Linked DNA regions of Mus musculus: region 2 is linked to region 1. A link is a contact called in public HiChIP or PLAC-seq data. All regions are on one chromosome and are shown on one strand. Each heading gives the region's core, a stretch centred on a gene start, on an enhancer-like site or on the middle of the called end of the contact. The rest is flanking DNA. Distances are from core to core; before and after follow the strand shown.

Region 1 (6,452 bases), core at 1,128-3,627:
GGGGAGGGCTTTTGAAGTCTCCTATACTCAAGCCATGCCTATTGTGGCACACAGTCTTCTTCTGTATCCTATGGGTCAAGATGTTGAACTCTAAGTTCCACTTAGCACCTTGTCTGCCTGGATGCTGCCATGTTTCCCACCATGATGATAATGGACTCATAACCTGAAACTGTAAGCCAGGCCCAATGAAGTGTTCTCCTTTATAAGAGTTTTCATGGTCATGGTGTCTCTTCACAGCAATAAAACCCAAACTAAGACACAGGATCTTACTATATAGCACTGGCTGAGCTAGAACTCATTATGTAGACCTGGCTGGCCTGAACTGGCCTGAGTGCTGGGATTAAAGGCATGCACCATTAGGCCCAGCTAGAAGAGAAGATGATTAAGAGAGAAAGGGGTAATGTGTTGGACTGTCTTCTAGGATGCTGTTAAAGGCTTTCTTGGAAAACATCTCTGATTTCAAGTTCATAATTAAGCAGGAAATTAAGGGATAATTTTCTGTGCAAAACAACAACAACAACAACAAAATCATGGCTGACATAAGAGTTGAAAGAACACATATCAAAGATTTTGTTTAACTCATTATTAATAAGTAAATTAAGCAGATGTCATAATGAGCTCAAAAATGGAAGTCAGAGGCAGAGACATTTATAGATTTGGAATACTGATGAATCTGCAAAGGGAAGCAAAACTGGCTTTGTTCATAAAGGGGACACAACTAGGCGAGCTTCTTCAGGCAGAATTCAGTTGTACAGCTCAAGTAAGAACCATTTCACCTTGTTATCAGTGGCCTACGTCAGAAGCTAGCAAAGAGCTTAAGGGCAAGCAAGGTATAGAGTTCCTCCAATAAGAGCTAATCAGTCTGGGAGCCATGTGTGTACTGCCCATGGCCCCATGGGTCACATGCAGCCAAGGAGAGTGACGGATAAGGCTCAACACAAAATGACGAAATGATAAACTCACTTTAAGCCTTATAAGGGCTTTTATGGTTTACTCGTTTATCTGTAACCAGACTGCATAGTTCTGTGTGATGTTTATAATTGACTTTGGGGTGTCACCATCAAAAGGTTAGGCACTCTTGCCTAGCCCGTTTTGTACTAAAACCTAGGATTTCCCCTCCAGTTATAAACCAGAGGTAAGGCAGAGGGGCTGGTATACATTTTATCTTAAGATCTTCTTGTTCCATTCTAATCCATAGCTCCTATCTTGGTTCTTATACACGGGCATTTTGGGGGTTTTCCCTCTAACTCTTGATACTAAATATTAGCATGGATTAAGTGCCTACTTGAAGATTTTAATATGAAATACCCCAACAGGCTCATGGTTGAACAGTTGGTCCCTAATTAGTAACACCATTTTGGAAGGCTGTGGAAACTTTGGCGGGCCTGGGAAGTAGGTCACTGAGAGACTGTCTTTGAAGGCTATACCTGTTTCTGCCTAGACTGACTTTCTGCTTCCTGTCCACCAAGAAGCAAGAAACTGCCTGAACATGCTTCCACTAGCTGGCCACAGAACCAACCTAGCATACTGTGGGCTCAATTTTCTGCAACCATGAGCAGAAATAGGTCCTTCCTGTTTTCCGCTGTTTCTGTCAGGTACTTTGCCAGGGTGAAAGTTTCTAACGTATCTGTACTCCTTCACAGAGCCCCAATGGGTAATATTCCCTTTCAGTGTGATATACAAGCTAGAAAAGTTGAGTCACTTGTACAAAAACCTCCATTGCCTCAATCAGTGCCTCAAACAGCATCTTCTCTCCTCCCTTAGTTCTGTACCAGGACACCAGAGGGCATGCTACACCCCAAGCACATCCTACAGTAGATATTCATGCCAGGGGAGCAGTTAACTCTGCTTTCTCTGAGAATCACGTTTCTATTAATCCCGACCTGGGTCCCAGTTTTTATGTACTCATATATTATACACATGAGTGTTTTGCCTACATGTATGAATATGAATCATGTGTGTGCAGTGTTTGCAGAGGCCAGAAAGGGGTGTCAGATCTCCCTGGAACTGGAGTTACAAAGGGGTTGGGAGCCGTCACGTGGGTGCTGGGAGCTGAACCCTAGATCTTCTGCAGAAGCACTGAGTCATCTCTCCGTTCCTCAGTCCCAGTCCTTAAAAGCTATCTCTGCTCAGCCAATACACAATGGCACCTTAAAGAGTCTTTTTTTTTCTTTTTGATCGTTTGTTTTGTTCTTTGAGACATAGTCTTGTGGTAGATAGTCCTGGGGCTCATTATATTGGATGTTAATTCCGTTCTCCTGTGAGTGGTTGTGAACAAGGAATGAGTCACCACTCAGGTGATTTCCTGTAGACCTGCTTCCCACCTTAATTTGTAAAATAAAGGAGAGCTGATGATTGGGCAGATAAAAGGGAAGGTGGAACAGAAGGTAGGGGAGGGAAGAAGGGGAAAATGGAAGAGGGAGAGGGTGTAGAGGAGGAAGAAGACTAAGAAAAGCAGAGCAGAAGCACATGGCCTGGAGAAACTGCAAGTTCTAAGTTCAAGTTCTGATAAGATGGAATGAAAGACCCACAATGTGAGGGCTCCCCCACATTCTGACTCAGGAGAGGCGACACCCCAAAATCACCCACAAGAAACGGGTCTTGCTGCAAATTGCAAGAGGATTTTTATTCAAGAGCGCTCTCGGGCCCATGGTCATACACCACACAGGGTAGAGGACCTTGGCGCTCCGAGTAGCTGGGTAAGGGGGTATTTAAAGGAAGAAACCAGAAACTCAAGGAAGTGGGGAGGGCGTTGTTGGAAGATACCAAAGATACCAGTTAAGAGTCACAAGGAAGTGTAAAGTTACAAGAGTCACAAGGAATACCTGGTAATTGTTAACTCTCAAGACAGCTTCTAAGAGCCCCTAACAATAGAACATTTGCATTGCAGGTTCTGGTAATGGCCAGGGTGACTTTCTTTGAATGAGCACTCTTTGAACCCAGGAAGCAGGTGGGTAGAGGAATGTCGCTATCTCTTTTATGATTAGCATACCTTTACAAAGGCCACATTCCCAAGCCTGGGCCTAAAGGCCTAGAATTCTGTTTTTACGTTGTTATACTTTCAGGAGAAGATGGTAGTGTAGCGGTAGATCTGCCCAATCTAGGCGCATGGCTTGTATTCATATTAACTGAGTTGTGTTGTCATTGCCGGGGCATATTTGGGAGGAGATTTACCACAACATAGTCTCTCTACACAGTACTAACTGTCCTGGAACTTACAATGTAGACCAGGCTGGCCTCCAACTCACAGAGATCCATCTGCCTCTCTTTCTGGAGTGCTCAAAGAAATGTGGTGGTGGTAGTGGTGGTGTGTGTGTGGGGGGGTGTAGTTTGTTTGATTAATTTTTGTTTGTTTGTTTTTAATTTTCTTGTTTGGGGTTTTGTTTGTTTTTGAGGTGACTATCTCTACATGGGCCCAGGAAGCAAATATTTATCCAAGTATTCCTGAAGAGAAACACAGACACTGCAGATGAAGTTCGAAGGTTGGGCTAAGTGTTGGTTTAGATCAGGGGTTAACAAACCAAAGCCATAGCCAAGTTCACCTGGTGTTTGTAGTATAATGATTAAAATTCTCAAAAGAGCAGGGCACTGGTGGTATACACCTTTAATCCCAGCACCCAAGGGGGCAGAGGTACTCTGAGTTTGAGGCCAGCCTGGTCTACAGAGTAAGTTCTAGGCCAGCCAAGGCTACACAGAGAAACTCTGTATACAACAATAGCAACAACAGTGATAGATAGATAGATAGATAGATAGATAGATAGATAGATAGATAGATAGATTTTATTAAAAATATGTATCAAGGGCTGGAGAGATGGCTCAGCCGTTAAAGGCTAGGCTCACAACCAAAAATATGTATCAAAAGAGAAGTTTTGACATGGAAATTACTTAGCACTCAAATTGCAGTTTCTGTATTTTCCTTGGATGGTTTCATCCATCAGTGTGACATTCTTGCTCCCTGTCTTCAAGCTGCAAGAAAGGCAAAGTCTAGAGAACAACAGCTTCTTCACAGCTCCCAGCCAGCACTGACTTTCTACTTGGGAATAATTTCTCAGAAAGCTTAGATAGCTCTGACGAACCTAAACACTGCACATCCTAAATCCCACAGATTTTTGAATTATGTAATGGGAATGAGGCTTGGAACCCGGAGCTTGAATAGCACTTTGGAAGGCTCTCCACTGGGCTTCCTGCACTTGGCACCTCCGCAAATTTGTGGCTGTTCTGGTTTGTGTCCTGTGTAAGTCTGCTTGAATTTACCATTAATTACAATAATTAAAATCACGGAGTCTCCTCGGTGGGAATTTTCCAGCTCCTAGACAGAAATATTTTCTTACAAGCTCCCTCTACTGGCCTGTTCTCAGAAGGACACTTCTTTCTCTCTCTCTCTCTCTCTCTCTCTCTCTCTCTCTCTCTCTCTCTCTCTCTCTCTCTCTCTCTCTCCCTCCCTCCCTCCCTCCCTCCCTCCCTCCCTTCCTTCCTTTCCTTCTTTCTATTTAATTTATTATCTTTAATCGTTTTTTTTTTTACAGTCCAGTCATTATCCTCCTCCTGGTCTACCCTCTGACAGTTCCTCATCCCATTCCTCTCCCTCCCACCACCCTCCTCCCACCCCTGTCTCCGAGAAGATGTCCCTACCCCTCCACTCCACCTCACCTCCCCCACCCCACCTGGGTAGGATTATTGATTGTTCCTCTCTCTCTCGTCTGCTTGCACAGTACCTTCTCACACTATGAAAGTCATACTTCTGTGTCTGAAGTATGTGGTATCTTCAGCAATGAGATCTTACCTTCAATTTCAAGGTGATAACCAAGGATTATGACAATACCCTAGATGGTTTGGGGATGGTGTCTCTTGGAATCCCCTGATCAACAACTGAAAGGGAGATTTCCCATGCCTGGCCATGGGGTTAGAACACCGTATTATTTTATATTTATGTATTATTCATGCTTAAAATTCATATATGATAGATAAATACATATAAATAATTTAATTGAAGTTACTTCACTTTGGGTGACAAGAGCTATAGCTATGTTCAGAATCGCCACTGTAGGGACCCAGTGAGAGAACTATACTCCCTTTAAATGCAAATGAGTAGCAAGTCTAAGGGAAGCTAGAGAAGCTGGAGAAACCTTGGCCAACAATGCCTTCCTAAGCACAGCTCCCAAAACACCCTGCTAATGAACAGGTGATCTTGCTGCTCACAGCCTTGGGAAGGATGGTCACGTGCAAGCAGGGGCAGAGTGATGTTTGCTTGTTAGGTTGTAAACAGCCCCTCTAATGTGGGAGAGGCAGGCCTGGTTGGAACTGGTTAAGGACTGTGTTATAATATGTATAACTGTTGGAAACAACAAAGTTATGAATCTAGAAGTATAAATTGTTTGTTAGTGACTTAACAAAACAAACTGAAGTGACTGTGGCCTGCCTAGGCATGGCAAACATGGCTCTGGCAGGCCTTGCCCTTCCCCATTTCCTCTGCCTTATTAAAAACCCTTAGATTACATTCCTAAAGCTAACTACCAAGATCTATTCCCTTATTTGGCCACTTCCTCCTCCTCAGGCTAACTACCAAGGTCCAGCTATCAAAATACTAAAGTCCAGATCAAAAGCCCCATTTTGGCTGTTCCAATTAACATGCCCAGTCAAAATTAAACACCTCATTTTAACATGGGATTTCCCCTTTTACCTTTACAAACTGCCATTTGCCTATGGGTCATGTCTGTCTCCTCTTTATTCAGAGGCAGTCCTTTGTCCTTCTCAGGCTAATACTCCTTCCCCCATCTCTTGTTCCTGTCCCCTTCTCCATTGTCCTTTATCTTCTATCTTTGTCTCTAATTTGCTGCCTTTTGTCCCTCTGGAGCAAATCTCCTTTGTACCAAATACTTGTCTCTTCAGAAACCTCCCATAACTTTCTGCAATAAAACAAAATTCATAATTTGTTTTACTTAGCAAGGCTCTCCAGACTTTTTCATTCCAGAGGCATCACTGAGCCCCGAAAAGTGTCAAGATTTGACTTGGTACTTAGACTTTCACCCCAGCTGCATGATGATAAGTGGATGCAAAAGGACCAATAGTTGGAACGTTTTGCTTGAGATAGCAGAGACCAAGGACTTTCACTAAGAAACTGGCTTGGTGGATGGAAAGGCCTCAGTGCCTTAGTGGATATATTAGTCAAACTGTGTTGTTATCACAAAATGCCTGGCATAACAGTTTATAAGGGAAAGGTTTATTTGGCTCTCATTTTCAGAGGTTTTGACTGTAGTGAGGAAAGCTTGGGCCATCAAAATGACTCTGTGTGGCTAATGAAACTCCATTATATGCTAAGCATTCATCTTGGTACTTGCCAGCCATTGTCTCTGACTCCACTCCCTGAAAGATAAGTTCCCAGTAACCCTGATTCAGTGACCACCACCCAGAAATGGACAGCTATGACTATCTACTTGTTATGATATGACTAA
Region 2 (6,452 bases), core at 366-2,865, 170 kb before region 1:
TTCTCTATATTCAGCTAGGCTTCTGCCTTGAAAATTTAATACATGGTTGACCCAGAAGTGGCCCTTTAGCTTTAATGCTCTGCCCTGTCTGTAATACTCTGCACCATTAACCACAGATGCCTCTCTCCCGTCCTCTTTCCTCTGTTGCCCTCTGTCTCCTCTCCTTTCTCACCTCTGTCCTCTCTCCCACATCTGGCCTACCCCACCCACCTTGCTGCAGCTCTGCTGTTTACAGGGCTCCTCCATTCAGATCCTGGCAAGCGACCTGCTTATGCCATGTATACCTCCTCCTCCTCCTCTTCCTCCTCCTCCTCCTCTTCCTCCTCCTCCTCCTCCTCCTCCTCCTCCTCCTCTTCCTTCTCCTCCTCTTCCTCCTTCTCCACCATCCCAACTCCAACTCTCTCCTGGTTCTTTAGTGATTTTCGAGGCTCCTTTCCATTAAGTGCCCGTTGTCCTCTGATCCCCATCCTGGGCTCAGGATTCCACTTTCCATTTCTTACTTTCTCCTTTGGGCCCTCATCTAAATTCATATCTTAAACTTTCCAGAAACTCCACCCCAGCTTTCCCCCAAAGTCCACACATTCTGAGACATCTCCACCAACATGTCCAACAGAAACCCTGAACTCAACACAGCCAAATTTAACAACCTCTCACCTCAGAACAGAAATACTCTTTTTAAAGGACACCAGCCTGCTTGAGCAAGAAGCTGCAGTGTCACTCTGGAACCTTCTTACATTGGTATTTTGTGCTAGCTACTCTTGTTGACATGGTTCCCTACAAATGAGCTCTCCATTAAGGAGATAAACTGCAAGCTACAGTCTTGTACATGCACGCACGCATACACGCATGCACACACACACGAAAACCCCGCTATTAGTCTTTTAAAAAGTAAAAGAGAGGACCCTCGAGTGGTGAAACTGGATAACCCTGGCGAACATTATGCTAAACGGGATGTGCTGGACAGCAAAGGACAAATACTGCAGGACAGTGGTTATTGTTACATTGCACACTGGCAATTCACAAGGGAATAAACAAGATAGTACTTTCTCTACACATAGAAAAGTGTAAAGGGATGAAATGAAAGGAACAATAATTTGCATGACTTAGTAATTATTTCACTATGTGCATGTATCTATGCAGTAAAACATCACATTATGTACCTTAGATATATGCAACTATTTATACACATCTAATACTGCTTTGGATTCTTTTAGACATTCTAAGACCAGAAATACTTCCTGCATGATTTGAATTATTTCCCAAATACTCACCATGACTTCTGAATCATGTTATGTGGTTGTCCTGTTCTCTGTCCCCTCTGTTCCTCCTCCTCCCCTCTCCTGCCCCCCTCTGCTCCTCCCCCGCCCCCTCTGCTCCTCCCCCGCCCCCTCTGCTCCTCCTCCTCCCCCTCTGTTCCTCCCCCTCTGTTCCTCCTCCTCTGTTCCTCCTCCTCCCCTCACCTGCCCCTATCTGTTCCTCCTCCTTTCCTCTCTGCTCCTCCCCCTCCCCCTCAGCTCCTCCCCCTCCCCCTCTGCTCCTCCTCCTCCTCCTCCTCCATCACTATGTACTCCAGGCTGGCCTCTGACTCACAGATACCTGCCTGCCTGCCAATCACAGATACCTGCCTGCCTGCCAAGTGCTGAGGGTAAAGGCTTGTGGCCCCGCACCCCACCTTCACCCTGTTCTCCTAATGTTTGGCTTCAGGTTGTTTCCAATTTGCTATTAAGTGTTACAAATAGCAAATTACTACTGTGTGCGTGTCTTATAATCAATCTGTCAAAGTGTGATTATCTTAAGGTGCTCAGTACACTTTGTCAGAATGCCTTCCTTCCAGGAAGCTTTTGCCAGTTGAGACGGAGAAGGCTTCCTCGTTGGACTTTGCCAACACTCAGGAGTTACTGTCTGTCAGGCTGTCAGACAGCGAGAATTGTAGATTTATAATAGCTCTTACTGCCATTTTTATTGTCTTTTACTGTGTGTGTGCGCGCGCGCGCGCGTGTGTGTGTTTGTGTTTGTGTGTGTGCACACACTCGCGTGAGCGCATGTGTGTGTAACAGTATATGCATGTGTGGGCATGCTCATCCACATAGGTCTCTGTGGAAGCCTGGCCTTGACGTTAGGATAGCAGTTGCTTCTATGGCATTGTTATTTAGACAGGGTCTTTCAGAAGACTTGGGGCTTGCCATTTTCAGCCAGGCTAGCTAGCCAAGAGGCCACTGTGATCTACTTGGCTCTGAGCCCCGCCCCACTCACATCCCCCACTCCCCGGCTGGGTTACAGGTGTATCACGTGCCCAGCTATCACTGTGCTGGGCTCCAGTGTGAGTGCTAGGGACCCGAACTCAGGCCCCAACACTTGCTTAGGAAGCCTGTTACCACTAAGCTATTTCCCCAGACCCTGCCCTATAAACAAGATGGAAGCCTTCAATATTTTGAAATGGCCATTTATAAATTGCCTTCTTTTTTATAAGTTGCTTGTTTATGCACTTTGAGATTCTAGTTTTTAGAAGATATAGTCTACATTGTTTATAGTGATTTGCATAAGTTATTGGGTATCACCACTTTTATTTATATCTTATATTTTCTTGGCTTCCTGTTGCATGTTTAATGTTATTATTTTCTTTATAAATATAGGGATTTTACTGTTTGTATAATAATCCAATATTTTTCCTTATAATTTTTCTATTGACTTTTAACCTTAGAAAGGGCTTCTTTTTCCATAAAACAAATATTAGCCATCTTCTGCATTTTCATGCTTTGATGTACTTTTATTTAATGTTTTAATCTTCTTGAATTTATTTTGGCATATCATGTGAAGTAAAGTTCTGAATATTTTTCTCTTAAGATTTAAGCAGTTATATAAACATGACTCTTGCTAACATTATAATGTTTTATGCTTAATTGCATTTCAAGACAAAATTGCTAATAGGAAGTCAGGATAATGTCTAATGATTAAATTAAACCTCTTCTTAATGTAATTTAAAATGCAAGGGAAGGATCTGATATCCCAAGAGTAGGGGCAGAGTGGGGTCATATGTGACGGAGACCGTGGAGCCAAGCTGAATTCCACTTTGGGAGAATATCTTCAGCTGATGAAAATAAAATGCACATGTCTTATGGGTGTTCTCAGGCCCAGATGCAAGGATTGATTAGCAATGCCTGGATAGGACATCAGTACTCCCATTTCTAAGGGGTCTATAATACAGAAAAACAAGAGTAATAAAGAACAGGTGGGTGAGGTACAGGTGAGGTAGTATTTTAATTTGTATCACTTCATACCTAAACGAACCTTAACCCTGACCCCATATTAAGCAGTGACTTCCATCTCCACACAATGCTAAAGACTGCAGGCTCTCTCTCTCTCTCTCCTTCTCTCTCTCTCTCTCTCTCTCTCTCTCTCTCTCTCTCTCTCTCTCTCTCTCCTTTCTTTTTCAGGTTTTTAAAATTAAATTATTTTATTTATTTACATTCCAAATGTTGCCCTGCTTCCAGAGTTCTTCACCCCCTTTCCTCCCCTTTTTCCTCTGAGAGGGTGCTCCCCCCACCCAGCCACCTCCCTCTCCCACCCTCCCCACCTCCCCCTGCCCCTCCAGCATCCCACTTCCCTGAGGCATCAAGTGTCTACAGGATTAGGTGCATCCTCTCCCACTGAGACCAGACAAGGCAATCCTCTGCTATATATGTGCAGGGGCCATGTATGCTCTTTGGTTGGTGGCTTTGTCTCTGGGAGCTCTCAGAGCTCCAGGTTAGTTGACACTTTTGGTCTTCCTATGGGGTTGCCATCCCCTTCAGCTCCTTCAGCCCTTCCCTTAACTCTTCCACAGGCGTCCCTGACCTCTGTCCAGTACTTGGCCATACGTATCTGCATCTGTCTCAGCCAGCTGCTGGTAGAGTCTCTCAGAGGACAGCCATGCTAGGCTCCTGTCTACAAGCAAGACATAGCATCAGTAATAGTGTCAGGGTTTAGTACATGCCTATGGGATGGAAACCAAGTTGGACCAGTGACTGGATGGCCTTTCCTTCAGTCTCTGCTCCAATTTTGTCCCTGAATTTCTTGTAGTTAGGAACAATTCTGGGTCAAAAAATTTAAAGGTAGGTGTGTGGTACCATCCCTCCATTGGGGGCCCTGTCTATCTACTGGAGGTTGTCTCCTCAGGTTCCCTCTTCCCACTGTTGAGCATCTCTGCTAAAACAACCCAGATGTCCCTCAAGTGAAGAATGGATACAGAAAATGTTCATTTACACAATGGAATACTGTTCAGCTATTAAAAACGAGGACAGCATGAATTTTGCAGGCAAACGTATGAAACTAGAAAATATCATCCTTAGTAAGGTAACCCAGATCCAAAAGGACATGTGTGGTGTGTACTCACTGATAAGTGGATATTAGTCAAAAAGTACAGAATACCCGGGATACAACTCACAGATCATATGAAGTTTAACAATAATGAATGCCCAAGCAAAGATGCTCCAATCCCACTTGGAAAGAAGAACAAAATAATCATGGGAAGCAGAGGGAAGGAGGGAGGGACCTGGATGAGAGAGGGGACGGGGAGGGGAGGGCAGGGCAGGGTCAGGTATGGGAGGGAGACAGAAGAGAAGCTCAGATGGCCAGGACAAAGAATGGAAATATGCAGCTGTGGGGGCGGGGGAGCTCTAGAAAGACCCAGAGACCTGTGTTGTGAAAGGCTCCAGGGGTGACTTTTGTTTTGTTTTGAGCTAGGATTTTTCTGTGTTAACAGCTCTGGTTGTCCCTTTGTAGAACAGGCTGGCCTCAAACTTACAGAGATCCTCCTTCCTGCTTCTGCCTCTTGCCTGCACGACCATGCCTGGCAACTGAAGGATCTCTTTATGAATATAATCAGCACACATTTCTCTGCAAAAAAAACCAAAAAAAACAAAAAACCAACCAACCAACCAAACAAACAAACAAACAAAACAACCAAAATACAAAAACCCTAGTCTTTCTTTCTTTTTTTTAATTTAAAAAAATTTTTTTATTACGTATTTTTCTCAATTACATTTCCAATGCTATCCCAAAAGTCCCACATACCCTCCCCCTCACTCCCCTACCCACCCATTCCCACTTTTTGGCCCTGGCGTTCCCCTGTACTGGGGCATATAAAGTTTGCGTGTCCAATGGGCCTCTCTTTCCAGTGATGGCCGACTAGGCCATCTTTTGATACATATGCAGCTAGAGTCAAGAGCTCAGGGGTACTGGTTAGTTCATATTGTTGTTCCACCTATAGGGTTGCAGATCTCTTTAGCTCCTTGGATACTTTCTCTAGCTCCTCCATTGGGGGCCCTGTGATCCATCCAATAGCTGACTGTGAGCATCCACTTCTGTGTTTGCTAGACCCCGGCCTAGTCTCACAAGAGACAGCTATATCAGGGTCCTTTCAGCAAACGCTTGCTAGTGTATGCAATGGTGTCATCGTTTGGAAGCTAATTATGGGATGGATCCCTGGATATAGCAGTCTCTAGATGGTCCATCCTTTTGTCTCAGCTCAAAACTTTGTCTCTGTAACTCCTTCCATGGGTGATTGTTTCTGATTCTAAGAAGGGGCAAAGTGTCCACACTTTGGTCTTCGTTCTTCTTCAGTTTCATGTGTTTTGCAAATTGTATCTTATATCTCAGGTATACTAAGTTTCTGGGCTAATATCCACTTATCAGTGAGTACATATTGTTCGAGTTCCTTTGTGATTGTGTTACCTCACCCAGGATGATGCTCTCCAGGTCCAACCATTTGCCTAGGTATTTCATAAATTCATTCTTTTTAATCGCTGAGTATTACTCCATTGTGTACCACATTTTTTGTATCCATTCCTCTGTTGAGGGGCATCTGGGTTCTTTCCAGCTTCTGGCTATTATAAATAAGGCTGCTCTGAACATAGTGGAGCATGTGTCCTTCTGACCGGTTGGGACATCTTCTGGATATATGCCCAGGAGAGGTATTGCAGGATCCTCCGGTAATACTATGTCCAATTTTCTGAGGAACCACCGGACTGATTTCCAGAGTGGTTGTACAAGCCTGCAATCCCACCAACAATGGAGGAGCATTCCTCTTTCTCCACATCCTCGCCAGCATCTGCTGTCACCTGAATTTTTCATCTTAGCCATTCTGACTGGTGTGAGGTGGAATCTCAGGGTTGTTTTGATTTGCATTTCTCTGATGATTAAGGATGCTGAACATTTTTTCAGGTGCTTCTCAGCCATCCAGTATTCCTCGGGTGAGAATTCTTTGTTTAGCTCTGAGCCCCATTTTTTAATGGGGTTATTTGATTTTCTGGAGTCCACCTTCTTGAGTTCTTTATATATATTGGATATTAGTCCCCTATCTGATTTAGGATAGGTAAAGATCCTTTCCCAATCTGTTGGTGGTCTTTTTGTCTTATTGACGGTGTCTTTTGCCTTGCAGAAGCTTTGCAGTTTCATGAGGTCCCATTTGTCAA

The links. HiChIP or PLAC-seq counts read pairs in DNA pulled down with a chosen protein or histone mark.
Region 2: a contact with region 1 is called in an H3K27ac HiChIP or PLAC-seq map of embryonic stem cells, with 9 read pairs. The contact joins two enhancer-like sites. A contact is called at or near these places in 3 of 484 Hi-C or Micro-C datasets (the HPC-7 cell line, bone marrow-derived macrophages and embryonic stem cells) and 6 of 115 datasets of contacts at active chromatin or transcription factors (SST interneurons and embryonic stem cells).

Annotation. Positions count from the first base shown.
Region 1 is chr14:19,857,211-19,863,662 of GRCm38.p6, reverse strand. No RefSeq gene overlaps it. Among named protein-coding and RNA genes, the nearest start is that of D14Ertd670e, 22 kb to the right of the region's middle. Within about 2 kb of position 2,377, at least 19 of the 459 cell types and tissues checked have an H3K27ac peak or open chromatin away from gene starts, as enhancers often do. A contact at or near this core is called in embryonic stem cells, where this site is marked.
Region 2 is chr14:20,027,999-20,034,450 of GRCm38.p6, reverse strand. No RefSeq gene overlaps it. Among named protein-coding and RNA genes, the nearest start is that of Saysd1, 52 kb to the left of the region's middle. Within about 2 kb of position 1,615, at least 25 of the 459 cell types and tissues checked have an H3K27ac peak or open chromatin away from gene starts, as enhancers often do. A contact at or near this core is called in embryonic stem cells, where this site is marked.